Linked DNA regions of Macaca mulatta: region 2 is linked to region 1. The links are chromatin contacts, called in public Hi-C maps. All regions are on one chromosome and are shown on one strand. Each heading gives the region's core, a stretch centred on a gene start, on an enhancer-like site or on the middle of the called end of the contact. The rest is flanking DNA. Distances are from core to core; before and after follow the strand shown.

Region 1 (7,749 bases), core at 3,813-6,312:
ACACCTTGAGAGAAAAAAATGTTCAATTAAAACTCATCTTCTGGGAGGCCTTTCTTGATTAGTCCCCTTCAATATCATTCCCCCATGGGGCAATGAGTTTGTTCTAAGTCAGCTTTCAGAAAGCATGTCAAAGCATGGACAACCCGAATGGACAGAAAATTCACAAGGCATTGAGTTGGGCTGTGAACTATGCATTTGAATTGTTATTTGAACAGCTAATAGTGTACTCTGGAATTCCACAAAGTCCAAGGCTGCATTGTGGAGGCCTGACCTAGGACTGCTACAGTGGCCTATCAAACCCACTCTCTTTGACTCTCGGCCACCCACCTTCATTCTATTCTGAACATTTTTCTTAAAAATTTAAACTAGGAGCTGGGCGCGGTGGCTCACGCCTGTAATCCCAGCACTTTGGGAGGCCGAGACGGGCGGATCACAAGGTCAGGAGATTGAGACCATCCTGGCTAACACGGTGAAACCCCGTCTCTACTAAAAGTACAAAAAAAAAAACTAGCCGGGCGAGGTGGCGGGCGCCTGTAGTCCCAGCTACTCGGGAGGCTGAGGTTGGAGAATGGCGTAAACCCAGGAGGCGGAGCTTGTAGTGAGCCGAGTTCGCGCCACTGCACCCCAGCCTGGGTGACAGAGCAAAGACTCCGTCTCAAAAAAAAAAAAAAAATTTAAACTAGGAGAGGCTGGGCATGGTGGCTCATGCCTATAATCTCAGCACTTTGGGTGGCCAAGGCAGGTGGATTATCTGAAGTCAGGAGTTCAAGACTAGCCTGGCCAACAAGGAGAAACCCCATCTCTACTAAAAATACAAAATTAGCTGGGTGTGGTGGTACATGCCTGTAATCCTAGCTATTTGGGAGGCTGAGGCAGGAGAATCACTTGAACCTGGGAGGCAGAGGTTGCAGTGAGCTGAGATCACACCACTGCACTCCAGCCTGGATGACAGACTAAGACTGTCTCAAAAAATAAATAAATAAATAAAATAAAAATAAAAAATAAATAAACTAGAGGAAAATAAGACTGTACTTTATATTTTTAATCTCAAACAGCAGAAGTTTTCCGTGTATATTGGAGCTCCAGGTGTTGCTTCATGTGGGTTGTTTCACTAAGCAGTGTCTTTCGGGAAGTTTCTCAAATAGAAGAGTCTCATTTCTCTGGATTAATTTAGGTCTTACTTAATGATTCCAGATCTATTTAAGATTCTAGGCCCATGGTTTCCCTTTTACAGCTAGAAACTGCTCTAGCTCGAAGGAAAGAACATATCCCAGACTAGCGCACCTCTTACCTCAATAAGTTCATAGAGCATGGCTGCGCCCAGCCCGGCCTTGGCCACATGGCCCAGCGCTTGTAAGATCCTGGAGGAAGAGGGCAAACCACATATTAGGCCTGCCCATTTCCGTCACTGGGCAAAGCTGTAGCTGAGCTTTCCCTGTTTGACAGGTTCAACTTACGTGTGGATCTGTTCATCTGAAAGTCCTCGGGGATTTCGGATAGAGATCTGTGGCACCTCATGGGGATACTAGTGGGGGCAAATAACAAGTTACTGCTGAACTGATCCACCCCAGGGACTCTCCCCTTCCTCCCTTTGCTGCCACAGAGTAGGGGCTTCACCTCTGCTGGGACCTGAAGCACCAGAGTGAAGCAGACATACTGTGAATCCTGGTCCTCTGCAGTGGCAGGATGCAAAGTGATGTAGATCTCCCACGGTGAAGTTCTGCAGGTGGATCAAGTAGAAACGCAGATGTGACTGTGTAAGGACTTGGGGGCTGGGGAGGATGGGGTTGAGACAGTAAAGTGGGCAAAGAAAGTACACATTGGACTCTTTCTTTTGGGGTAGGATTAAAGGAATAGCTTTTGTCTACACAAGAGAAATATTATCTCTGAATCAAGGCTTACACTGTCTTAAGACCCAGATTCGGGATAGAACCTCTCCTCATTACTAGGGGGACTCCTGCCCACCGCTGGTTGAATACATACCTGCCATTTCCTTTAATCACCTGTAGTTCATCCAGATAGATGGACTCCAACACTTCAACTTCAGAGGGAAGGACCCTAGATAGACAGGAGTAGACTGACTTTCCATTACAACTCTCCCTGTGGAAGCCTGCTAAGGCCAATAAACGCGGGCTTTGTAGAAAAATGGCAATCTACCAGAATGCATTTTCCTGCTAAACTCCTTAAAAACAAGGAAAATGTTACCTTAAGTTTTCAACTGGCCAAATAGGAGGCACAAAAATCAGAATTTTAAGCATTATTTCTGCCAAGAGATGAAGAAGTGGATTCCAGAAAAATAAAATGACTAACCAAGGCTTAACATAGGTAGAACTGGGCCCAGAGTCGGGTTCCTGACTCCCTGTTTAAGTTTCATTCCCCTTAGTGGCTGACTTTCTGGTCTAGAGGTACGGCACCCATTTACTAGCATTAACGTTACCAATATTACTCCAGCCTTTCCCTACATCAATGTCCAGTGTGGATCCCAGTGCCTTGGCTACTGTCTACATACACTTTTAACACCAGTCACCCTAAGCCTTCTTAAAGGAGATAGCAACCTCAACACAACAGGTCTAGGGTGGTGTAAAGGCTGTGTTGTAATGGAAAAGCCAGCAGCCTCGGAGTTAGTAACAGGTACCAATCACTTACAAGCTATGCGATCTGGGAAGTGACCTCTCTGTAAGCTTAAGTTATCCTGTCTATCACATATAGATGATAACACCTACTCTCTAGGGTTACTATGAGGATAAAAGGTGATTTGTTTATATAAAGTACCTAATAGTATCTGGGCTATAGTAGCTAGTCTACATCCTCTTTTTCTTCCTGTCTGTATATAACCTTCTCCCTTAGAAGGAAGAGGGAAGGAGGGAGGTAGTAGAGTACTCTGGATGTATTTATGACCCTGGCTGTCTGGTTGATCTAGATCAGCCTGTTGAGGTTAGCATCCATGTTCCGATGTAAATCAGAGGACACACATGCATAAGCATAGAAACAGTAGTTGTATTGAAATTGAAGCTGAGTGATCAGTTTGTGTCTACAGCTCTACCAGGTGATACATGGAAAAATGCATACTTTCCTTTCTCATACTGCTCTCTCTTCATTCTAAGAGTAAGGCTGCTCCAGCATGACTTATGTCAGTTGTTGTTAAGTCTTAGGCAGAAACTTCAAAATATAAAATACAAAGCTTTACACCTCACAGAAAATAGTGTAGTTTTGGCTGACATGGGATGGGAGTCTCACAGCACTACAGGCTGCTGCACTCACTGTTGTTCTCTCCATGGCTCAAGGTGTTTCCCCTGAATCTTAAAAGTTCCCCTGAACAGGTCAACTATAAGTTATCCCAGCACTTTGGGAGGCTGAGGTGGGAGGATCACTTGAGGCCAGGAGTTCGAGACCAGCCTGGGCAACAAAGCGAGACTATCTCTACAGAAAATAAAAAATTAGCTGGACACAGTGGTCCCAGCTACTTGGGAGGCTGAGGCAGAAGAATCGCTGGAGCCCAGAAGGTTGAGTCTGTAATGAGCCATGATCTTGCCACTGTACTCCAGCCTGGGTGACAAAGTAAGACTCCGTCTCTTAAAAAAAGAAAAGAAAAAGTTTCCCTGAACACTTTGAAAACCAGTAGTCTAGATAGTCTTAATAAAGGCCAGTACTAGCAGGGCTCCCTGAACCAATGTAACACTGAGGTGTAGCCTCAGTCAAGTGGCCCTTCAATACTTTGCCTACCCTAGTTATGTGGGTCCTGGATGGGATGCTGGTAAGGTGGTGACAACAAAATGGGGGAGAGGGGACTGAAGAATGTCCTAGTATAAAGAATCTAAGGTGTGGAGTCAGATAGATGTGGATTTCTAGTCGCAATTTTCCACCTTTTGGCAAATCACTTTACTTCTTTGGGGCTCATCTAATCTTCCCAGGTGCCTGCACCTCAGTTATTAATGAAAAGGAGGCCGGGTGTGGTGGCTCACGCCTGTAATTCCAGCACCTTGGGAGGCTGAGGTGGGAGGATCACTTGAACCCAGGGGTTCAAGACCAGCCTGGCCAACATGGCAAAACTCTGTCTCTACAAAAAATACAAAATTAGCTGGGCATGGTGGCACAGACCTGTAGCCTCAGCTACTTGGAAGGCTGAGGCAGGAGGATCACCTGAGCCTGGGGAGGTTGAGGCTGCAGTGAGCCATAATCGCACCACCGCACTCCAGCGTGGGTGACAGTGAGACTCTGTCTCAAAAAACAAAACAAAACAAAACAAAACAAAAAAACAGACTTAAGTATATTACAAATCCATCGTGATCCTCTCAACTATTCTGAGGTAAATACCACACCCACTTTGTTTTTACAGCTGAGGACACTGACTCACAGAAGCTAGATGGCCTGGTCAGCATCACACAGCTAATAAAATGCGGAGTTAACCCACATTGATCCTACTTCCAAATCCCAGAGTCCTTCCATGTTCTAGTCTTTAGTTAAGAATGCTTGAGAGAAGGACTAGAGGGACTTTATGTGAGGTGTAAAGCTTTATTCAGACAATAGTCCTCACTAGTGCTGTGTGGGAGAGAGAAGGTTGAGGAAAGCGTCGGCGGAAAAACGCTGATCCAAGGAGAAAGGGGTACCGAACTGGAGGGCACTAGTTCTGAGAGGCGAAAGGGAGATGGGGAGGTCTGACGGGCAGGCATCCCCCAAAGCCCCTGAGAAAATTCATTTGAGGAGCATAGAAAGGGATAGCGTGAAGCTGGAGGAAAGGGGATCGAACCGGATAAGGCGAGGCCTGAACTGGTCTGGCGGGCGCAGACCCGGTCTCTTCTCACTCAGATCAGCGCCCCTCCACCCTCCCGTTCCCCAGTCTAGAAGATCTCCCAGAGGAGATGTCAGCATCTCTGCCATCCCTCATCCTTCGCTCCACCCCACACGCCCGCCGTACGGACCGTCTGCGACAGCTGCTAGGCCTCTGGACTAGACCCAGACTGTCAGCCAAAGCCCATGCCCCCGAAGTTACCAGTCCTCCTCCCCTGTAGCTGCAGACGCAGACGCCGCCATGTCTTCACCGGCCCGCAGCCGGAACCGGAAATGCCCTTAGGGAAGTCGGAGGCGGAAAACTAAGAGGGGTGGGCAGCTAGCGTCGTTTCTAGGCAACCGCAGACTCCGGGTCCTTAGCCGGGCCTGATGGCCCAGAGGCAGTTCGGATGCGTCCCAGGAAGTGCCCATGTGTGGTCCGCCGTCCCTCCCACACCTCTGAGCGCCTTTGTCCTCTGAACTTCTCACCAGTTCTAGCGAGTGAAATTGTTAGAAAGGGAGCCAAAAGAGACTGGCGAGAGGGGCGGGTGGAGAAGAATTGTAAGTCAGGCAACGTATGCAGGCAGCCAGAAGATATGGGGCTAAAGGCCAGGGAATCCGTCCCTGGGCCCGAGGAGCTTGGATCTCCTAGGCTGGGGATGAGAGAGGGACCCTGGCTTGCGAAGCGCATGGGCCAGGGGGTCTGAGAGCAGGTGCTGAGGAATCTGGGAGTGGCAGGAACTTGGGGGAGACTCGAAGGAGCAGGGTTGGGTGGGCGATGCTAGGTTAAGAGAGCAGGGTCGAGTGGGCCAAGCTGGATGAGGGAGAAGGGGGACCAGGTGTCAGGTGGGCATGGGGCCGGGTTGGGGACAGGAGGCTGAAAGTGGAGAGGAACTACAAAGAGATGCTGTGTTTGTTCCAAGATCGCATCATCTTTGCATCATTCTACCCTCCCATGTTTTTTGAGGCTTGGTCTTTGTGAAAAAGAGAAAAGGCAAGATGGCTAACATTTTTCCTTTCCCATGCCCCAACTAGGCCTCCCAGATGTTGTGGAATTGTCCCTGGATCTATAGCTCTTCACCGTCTCTACCTTTTTCCTTCTAAGAGATTCTGAAACCTCTGTCATGGAAAAGTACCACGTGTTGGAGATGATTGGAGAAGGCTCTTTTGGGAGGGTGTACAAGGGTCGAAGAAAATACAGTGCTCAGGTATTGTACAAAGAGGGATACCTTTTGGGTGGGATTTGGTACCCCCAACTCCAGTGGAAAATGGGTCTAGAAGGGATGTATGTATACCAGTTTATATTCCTAAGGCATTGACTCTCTCATACTTCTTATGGAGTATAAGCTCTGAAGTTGTATTATTTGGGTATAAGTTCCATCTCCACCGCTTTCTAACCCTAGAATTATGGACAAATTACTTAACTTCTCTATGTCTCAATTTCCTCATCTCTAGAATGGGGATAAGAACAGCAACTGATTGATGGCATTTGAGATTAAGTATGTTGTCACATTAAATCAGTTAGTACAGTGCCTGGCTCTTAGTAAACAACAAATATTATTATTATTAGTCTCTAGCACACCATGTAGTAAGAGGTAAACCACTTGAACTCTATTATTTCCTCTTAATTTTTTTTCCTTTCCTTTCCCCTAAATCTCATCTTGACTGCTTTGGTCAAATCAGAACACTTCTCCTAGAAGGTGAGATGTTTTGCCCATGCTGTTTCCTCCTGGGATGAGGAGTGGGGAAAGCCTGGATAAGGCCAGGGTACCATGGAGAAAATGGAAGCAGGAGACTGACAGAAATAATAAGAGTTACTCAAACACTCTAAAGTCTGACTTCTGGAGCTCTGAGATTAAGTCTGAAATTCTGGCTCTTTTCAGTAGTGTGATTAGGCATTAACTTTTCACCTTACCCCTGACAGGTCGTGGCCCTGAAGTTCATCCCAAAATTGGGGCGCTCAGAGAAGGAGCTGAGGAATTTGCAACGAGAGATTGAAATAATGCGGGGTCTGCGGCATCCCAACATTGTGCATATGCTTGACAGCTTTGAAACTGACAAAGAGGTGTGCTTTGACAGTTTTGGGCCCTGTCTCCCCAGGCACAAGGGTTCCAGGAATTTCCCAACCTCAGAATATATGAATCTGGAGCCATCAGTGCCACTGCCTTCTCTCTGTAGGTGGTGGTGGTGACAGACTATGCTGAGGGAGAGCTCTTTCAGATTCTAGAAGATGATGGAAAACTTCCCGAAGACCAGGTATGCTTCCTGCCTTCAACTTCCCACCACCAACCTCTCTCCAGGTTAGGAACTGGTAGAGCAAGCTAAGGACACTGAGAGTCTCCATTTCTTCTCAGACTTCTGAGAAGAATATAAGAGTCTAGGTATATAGAGGCAGTGTGGTGTGGGAGTAAATTATATAAACATTAGAGCCAAAATATCTGAGTAGGAAGCTTGGCTCTGCACCTTCCTAGCTGGGTCTGCTTGGACAAGTTACTTTAATTTCTTTGTGCTTAGTTTCCTCATTTGTAAAATGAAGATAATAATCATGTTTGCCTGATAAGTCTATGGTGAAGAGTGATAAGTCATGTAATGTGTTTGAATAGTTGCTATTAACATTGTTGTTATTAGATACCTTTAGGGAAGAAGGACCAGTGAAATGGAACCAGAAAGAGGGCAGTAAGAATAAAGGTTGTGGTGAGTCAGGATTTGGCACCAGGACATAGTGGTTAGCAGTGGGATTTTGTTACACATATCCTCCAGCCACATTTATTCTAGGGGTTTCTCTGTACTCAAGCAAGTAGGCCCCCCTTGGGATTCATTATTGCAGCATTCCCTTTCCTTCTAAGCACTCACCACTATTTGTAAGTAATCTTTTTTTTATTATTTTATTTTTAATTGAATTTTATTTTTTGAGATGGAGTCTTGCTTTGTTGCCCAGGCTGGAGTGCAGTGGCACGATCTTGGCTCACAACAACCTCCGCC
Region 2 (7,749 bases), core at 3,255-5,754, 37 kb after region 1:
CAATGGTGTCCTGGATGGCGACTGGGGTGATACCAATGGAGTGATAAAAAAGTAGTCAGATTTTGAATATATTTTGAACATGGAGCAAACAGGATTTCTTGACTGATTGGAGGTGGGGGTATGACCAAAAGAAAGCAGTCAAGGGTGACTCCAAGGTTTTTGGTCTGAGCAGTGGGAAGAATGGAATTGCCATTAACTGAAATGGAGAAGGCTAGCAGTGGAGTGGTAATGGGTGGGAACAAGTTCAATGTGAACATCTTGTCTTTCAGTTGGAAATTTTTGAACACACACACAGGTAGAGGATAGTTCAGTGTACTTCATCACTACTTGAGCAGCTACCATATCTATTCTTTTGTTACTCAGGTGTTTGTTTGTTTTTGAGGCAGGGGCTTGCTCTGTCTCCCAGGCTGGAGAGCAGTGGCTTGATCATGGCTCACTGTAGCCTCGACCTCTCAGGCTCAAGGAATCCTCCTACCTCAGCCTCCCAAGTAGCTGGGACTACAGGCGGGCAGATCACTTGAGACCAGGAGTTTGAGACCAGCCTGGCCAACATGGCAAAACTCCATCTCTACCAGAAATACAAAAATTAGCCGGGCATGGTGGTGCACGCTTGTAATCCCAGCTACTCGGGAGGCTGAGACATGAGAATCGCTTGAACGTGGGAGGCAGAGGTTGCAGTGAGCCCAGATCGTGCCACTGCACTCCAGCCTGGATGACAGAGCGAGACTATCTCAAAAAAAAAAAAAAAAAAAAAAAAAAGACTGGGCATGGTGGCTCATGCCTATAATTCCAGCACTTTGGGAGGCTGAGGCGGGTGGATCACCTGAGGTCAAGAGTTGGAGACCAGCCTGGCCAACATGGTGAAACTACTAAAAATACAAAAATGAGCCAGGCATGGTGATACATGCCCGTAATCCCAGGTACTCAGGAGGCTGAGACAGGAGAATCGCTTGAACTCGAGAGGCGGAGGCTGCAGTGAGCCGAGATCATGCCACTGCACTCCAGCCTGGGCAACAGAATGAGATCCTGTCACCAAAAAAAAAAAAAAAAAAAAAGAGTTTAACAGGAGAAAAACCACATTTATTGTTGTACATACACGTAAGTGTCCTACAAAATATGAGACTCAAAGAAGGGTCAGATGTTCGAGGCTTATATAGCATCCTGAGCTACAGGAAGGAATAGGAGCTTGGGACTTCTGGGAGGTGGTGGAGACACAAGTTTTGGGATGGTGAGGGGAGGAATTCTATGGTAAATGAAAGTGGTCTTGTTCTGTAGATAAAACTCTCTCAGGAAATAAAGTTATCTCACAGCAGCCCTCAGGAGAATAGGTGATTGTCTGGGCACAGTGTGAACCTCCAGTTTCCTCTGCTGTGATCTCAGTTCATTTTTCCCAGTTGATAATATTCTCAGGGAAAGGATTCATACCAGTTGAGTTCCTTTTGGAGGAACTCAGACAACCCCCCGACTGCATCTGCTATTACCTTGTGCCCTTTGTCCAACGTAATCAACATACCAAAGTGTCATATTTTGGGGTGGCATTTCCTAAACGCCATCAACCATATAAGGTAATATTTACAAGTTCCTGGAATTAGGATACAGATCCATCTTCTCTATGGGGGGCCACCGTTCAGCTCCCTACAATAAGAGAATAAATAGTAGTTTCTTAACGTTGTCTATGCTCTATTTTTCTTTTTTTTTTTTTTTAAGAGAGGGGATCACCAGGGTGGAGCACAGTGGTGCAGTGTTAGCTCACTGTAGCCTCAAACTCCTGGACTCAAGCAGTCCTCCGACCTCAGCCTCTCAAATACTGGGAGTACAGACTTGAGCCATTGGGCCTACCACATCAGCTATGTTCTTAATGTTCCCAATCCTTATTCAGATTTTTCCATAGTCTTGACAACGAAGAATCTTGGGGTTCATAAATTTGAAAAGGAGAGCTTTATTTCTTATAAAGGGTTGCAGCCTGCAAGGTGGCCATTCTGTCAGGCTAGGAAGTATAGTTTCTGGCAGAAGCTGATAGCAGGTACTTTGAGGGAGGGGTAAAGGGAACAGAAATTTACACAGAGTGGGCTGGCTAAATATACATATTTAATAAGCTATAGGAGGAGTCATGATTATGACAGAGACAAGTACATGCACAATTGAGCTTCATGCCTCTTCATGGGTTGCATATTCAAAAAATGGCTGCATTCACGTGATCGTAGGGAGCAGTTTTCAGCCCTCTGATGTCAAAAGGTATAGCACAGGAAATGAAAACCCTCACTGTGCACCCTCCTCCAAAACCCATCTGGAGATGGTCAGTTTTAGGAAGGGATGTATTGTGAAACTGATGAGTTTTCACTTTGAAACTGCAAAGACAGTCTGGGCAACATAAAGACCTTGTCTCTACAAAAAATTTTAAAATTGGCCAGGCGTGGTTGTTTGTGTCTGTGGTCTTAGCTGCTTGGGAGGCTCAGGTGGAGGACTGCTTCAGCCCAGGAGTTTGAGGCTGCAGTGAGCTGTGTTCATGCCACTGCACTCCAGCCTAGGTGACATAGTGAGATCCCTTCTCAAAAAAAAGGAAAAAAAAAAAAAAGGAAGAAAAGTGCAAAGAGTAGGGAGTCTGGTTCTGGCCTCTAAAACCAATGAATCATCCCTTTCTTGATTTCTAGAGCTGGTTTCTGCTTACTCCTTAGGAAAGAATTCTGCTTAAAGGTTAATAAGGAAGGGGCGTATTGAGGCATGTTGGACCTCCCATCTCATCATAGCCGCGAACTCAGTTTTTAAGGTTGCTCTAGCGTCCCCTTAGCCAAGGCGGGGTCCATTCAGTTGGTTGGGGCAGGACTTAGAATTTTTGTTTCTCAGTCTCAAAAGTGTCATTTTACAGTTTGTTTGAATCAGGATCCAAACAAGCTGCACTCATTGCATTGGAATATATTTCTTTTTTTTATTTCTATTTTTTTCAAGATGAAGTCTTGCTCTGTTGCCCAGGGTGGAATGCAGTGGCACAATCTCGGCTCACTGCAACTTCTGCCTCCTGAGTTCAAGCTATTCTCCTGCCTCAGCCTCCTGAGTAGCTGGGGACTACAGGTGTGCACCACCATGCCTGGCTAATTTTTGTATTTTTTGTTGGACACGGGGTTTCACCATGTTGCCCAGGCTGGTCTTGAACTCCTGACCTCAAGTGATCCTCAGAGTGTTGGGATTACAAGTGTGAGACACTGCACCTGGCCAACATTTGAATATATTCTTAAATCTCTTATAATCTAAAACATCTCCCCCCATTTTTATACCCTGAAATTGTTGAAGGAAGAAGAGGTCATTTGTTCTGTACATTGGCCCACATTCTGGATTTGTCTGATTGCTTTTTTGTAGTGTTATTCAGTTGGAGTCACTCAACTTTTTTTTTTTTTTTTTACAAAAATACACTATACTTCATAAATATTTCTGTGCAATTGCATCACATCAAGAAACACAATGCACAGCTGTGCCATGTTTCGTTATCTAAGATTGATTAGTACATATAGGTGATCTTCAGTGTACATCCTTCAGTGTAAAATTCTCCCGTAGATTATCTAATACTTTTAGCATCCATCAACGACTGTTGACTAAATAAGTTATTTATTGAGATCCTTCCTCTGGTCCAGATTGTTTTCATCAGATTAGTTTTATCTTTGTCCCCTTTATTTCTGTAGCCAATTGCCTAGGAAAGATCCTTTCATCTTCCAGCTTTCTTAGATCTCCAAATCTCTCAGGTCTACGGACATCTGAGATAGTAGCACGATCTGTCTTGCCTGGGGAGCTAACGAGATAAGGAATTGAGTCAGTATTTCCTAAAATTCACACTTGAAGCCCATAAAGCAGGCAGGTGGTTTTAATTTTGCCCCGCTGGATAGGTTGGGGTTAGGGAAGGGCGGGTTAGAGGGAGGCAGAGTGAATCGGGGGCAATCTCCCCTTTCCTGGGGTCAAACTCAAAGGCTTTTACTAGAAATCCTTCAACAGAGACTGGGCCCTTTGATTTTCAATTGAGGCAAGGCCAAAGAGTCCAGGCCAGGCGTGGGGGCTCCCGTCGTAATCCCAGCGACCAGGAGGCTGATGCAGGAGGATCACTTGAGGCCAAGAGTTTAAGACCAGTCTGGGCAACATAGTGAGACCCTGTCCTAAGAAAAAAATTAAAAAAATAGCCCAGCATGGTGGCGTGCCCATAGTCCCAGCTACTAGGAAGGCTGGGGGCGGGTGGATCGCTTGAGCAGGAGTTCAAGTTCGCAGTGAGCTATGATCACGTCGCTGCACTACAGCCTGGGCGACAGAGCAAGATTCTGTCTCTAAAAAAGAAAACAGTCCATAGGGAGTAGGTAGAATCAGAGTAGAAAGGGAGAGTCCTGGACGCTCAGAATGGAGCCTTTCAGCGCTTTAACCCCGGGACTACATCTCCCAGAATTCCGCTCGCCCGGTCCCACCGCACTGAACGGACTGCGCGTGCGCGAGGCAGGTGACGACCCGCCCCACAGGCCCCAGAACCCCCGAGATTCCCCGCGCTTGCCTCCCGCCCTCTCCTTCCAGACCCTCTGTCTGTCCGCTGGGGGCGCGCGCAGTGAGTGGCAGGCGGCAGCGGCGCTGGCGGCCGAGTGCGCGGGTCACGCGTGGCGGTGCGTGGTTGCTAGGGGCGCCTGAGGCTGCCTGGTAGCCTAGCAGGCCGAGGGAGGAAGTAGCGTGGAGCCGGTGCCGAGCCGGGGCGAAGGTGGATCCCCTAGGTGAGTGCGGCTGCGGAGCCACGGGAACCGACCCCAGACCCTCCACCGGTCCCACGCTCCCGACCTCCCTTTACCGGAGTCGTTTCGCGCGGGTCCCCAGCCCTCCGGCCAGTCTCACCCTAGCCCCGCTCCCTCCCTCCACCTCTCATCACCCGGGAGGCCAGGGAGCCGCGGCCTCGGGTGGCCGGGACTTCGCGCCTCCTCGGAGCCCTTCTCCTCTCCGCCACGCCCCGCGAACTTAGTCGGCCTCGCCTCCGGATGCCCGAACCCTGCCCCATCCCCTAGTCCTGGCCTCCGAGCCACCTCTGTCCCGCCGTGCTGAGGTTTAAATTCTCTCTGGGTGTGAGCCTAAGCTCCTCGCAGGCCCCAGGGCCGAATTTAACATGGATATCTACATGTTTACTTCTCCATCCTCAGTATCTGTAGAGGAATACGTTCCTAAACTCTACAGATTCAAACAGGATCTGAGATCCTGTGGAATTTAATTCTTCATTCATCCATTCCTTTAATCATTCACTAAACAATTTTTAGTAAACATTGACAAGTATTTAATGAGCCTGGGTACAGTGGAAGGGATTGAGGGGATAGAGTGGCTAATAGGACAAGCATGTTTTCATGGAATTTATAGTCTAGGAGTTTATTAATCAAGTAAACGAGCATTTGCCATACTGTGGTGTGTGCTGTGATAGAACAGGAAATACTTAATCCGGACTTACTTAGAAAACGACATTATTCCCATTCCTCCTGGTCTTCACATTCCCATTCTGGATCTAGGAAATATTTTAATCCTTCCTAGATGGAATCGTCTTTGCTTTCTCAGATACTCCAAATCACCTATTCCTTAACTGCAACATCTGTTGATTTAGCCAATCAATAAGCATTTGGGGGACCCTTTGGGATAGTGTTCCATCCCATTCTTCCGTTTCTTGCACTGAGTACTGAGACACTGTTTGCATTTAAACCACTCACTTTGTGCTCAGAAAGTTAGCAGCTACTTATTCATTGGACTGAATCAATCCTTGAAAAATTATCAAGTGTTTTCTGGGAGTAAAGAGGTGGGAGGACATTCCATATACACAGTGGATTTAGGAAAGATACAGCAAGTCCTGAAAAGAGAACTGGAAACAGTTTGACAGACCTGAGCTAGATTTGGAGGGAGCCATCCAGGAAGAGGGAAGTTAGTAGGGGTTAGATCACAAAGGGCCTTGGATGTTTTACTGAGTTAGAACTACATTCCTGGAGCAGTGGTTTTCAAGGTGAAGTAATTAGGGCCCTAGACTCCCAAAGGATACACTTGCTCATCTAGCTTTAGATGAATACGTTTCCAGATCGTCAGCTTCCCAATGAACTCTTTTTTTTTTTTTTTGAGACAGTCTTGCTCTGTCGCCTAGGTTGGAGTGCAATGGTGCGATCTTGGCTCTCTGCAACCTCCACCTCCCGGGTTCAGGCGATTCTCCTGCCTCATTCTCCCGAGTAGCTGGGATTAGAGGCGCACGCTGCCACGCCCGGTTAGTTTTTTGTATTTTTTAGTAGAGATGGGGTTTCACCATCTTAGCCAGGCTGGTCTCAAACTCTTGACCTCGTGATCCACCCGCCTCAGCCTCCCAAAGTGTTGGGATTACAGGCGTGAGCCACTGTGCCCGGCCCCAGTGAACTCTTTTTCTACAACTGCCCTTACAAAAAAAGGGGAGGAGGCTGTGTGTGGCAAATCCCTCACACTTCCTAAATTTTACTATGGTGTATTGACCTGAGTGTAAAAATGTCCTCAGATACAAACAAAGAATACTTTGGAAATACTTATTTTCAGGAACACCTCCTTTAGTGATTTAAGTTACCTCCTAACACGGAAGGCTTCCCAATACACAATCCCATTAGTGTAAAGCGTGTTCCTTGTTAGGATATTCTGAAAAGAACACAGTAGTTAAATGTAATGGGAATGTCTTTTGGGACAATGGGGTTTTTAAGTTATTTTGGGTAAAACTTGTAAAATTTTTAAAGAGATTTAGTTTAAGTGTGTGTTACTCAGTAAGATAGTTAATAACTATTTTTAAGACCGAGTGTGTTGGGTCACACCTGTAAATCCAACACTTTGGGAGGCCTAGGCAGGCTAATTGCTTGAGCCCAGGAATTCGAGACCAGCCTGGGCAACATGGTGAAACCTCTTCTCTACAAAAAACAATATAAAAATTAGACAAGCATGGTGGCATGCTCCTGTAGTCCCAGCTGTTTGTAGGCTGAGGTGGCAGGATGTATTGAGCCCAGGAGGTTATCCAGGCTGGAGTGCCATGGTGTGATCATAGCTCACTGTAAACTCCAACTCCTGGATTCAAACAATCCTCCTGTCTCACCCTCCTGAGTAGCTGAGACTATAGCCATACGCCACCCACCTGGCTAATTTTTAAAAATGTTTAGTAGTGATAGGTGTCTCGCTATGTTGCCTATGCTGGTCTCAAATTCCTGGGCCCAGGTGATCCTCCTGCCTCAGCTTCCCAAAGTGCTGGGATTACAGGAGTGAACCACTGTGTCTGGTCTAGATGTTACCTCATATGTAAGGAACACATGGTTTTAAAAATTCTTTTAGGGGCTGGGCGCGGTGGCTCACGCCTGTAATCCTAGCACTTTGGGAGGCCGAGGCAGGCGGATCACGAGGTCTGGAGATCGAGACCATCCTGGCTAACACAGTGAAAACCCGTCTCTACTAAAAAATACAAAAAATTAGCCAGGCTTGGTGGCGAGCGCCTGTAGTCCCAGCTACTCGGGAGGCTGAGGCAGGAGAATGGCGTGAACCTGGGAGGTGGAGCTTGCAGTGAGCTGAGATCATGCCACTGCACTCCAGTCTGGGGACAGAGTGAGACTCCGTCTCAAAAAAAAAAAAAAAAAAAAATTCTTTTAGGGATACATGAGTAAAATCAAGTAAAGAGTATGTTCCAGGAAAACCACAGAAAGACAATTAGCAGAAAAATAATGTCAGATTTGGGTTTAAGATTACTGTAGTGTCAATATGTTGGTTGAATAG

Evidence for each region. A called contact is a pair of places that touch in the nucleus more often than the background predicts.
Region 2: a contact with region 1 is called in a Hi-C map of CD4 T cells, with 3 times the contacts expected there. The contact joins the promoter of TTLL4 here to the promoter of RNF25 in region 1. A contact is called at or near these places in 2 of 14 Hi-C or Micro-C datasets (CD4 T cells and cortical neurons).

Annotation. Positions count from the first base shown.
Region 1 is chr12:123,908,703-123,916,451 of T2T-MMU8v2.0, forward strand. RNF25 (ring finger protein 25) reads right to left here and starts at 5,063. Exons shown (of 9, transcript XM_077957600.1): 1 at 4,991-5,063; 2 at 1,984-2,058; 3 at 1,618-1,720; 4 at 1,458-1,525; 5 at 1,292-1,361. The coding sequence starts at 5,031. STK36 (serine/threonine kinase 36) reads left to right here and starts at 5,079. Exons shown (of 27, transcript XM_077957592.1): 1 at 5,079-5,328; 2 at 5,803-5,975; 3 at 6,692-6,832; 4 at 6,946-7,023. The coding sequence starts at 5,892.
Region 2 is chr12:123,946,330-123,954,078 of T2T-MMU8v2.0, forward strand. TTLL4 (tubulin tyrosine ligase like 4) reads left to right here and starts at 4,505. Exons shown (of 20, transcript XM_077957616.1): 1 at 4,505-4,733.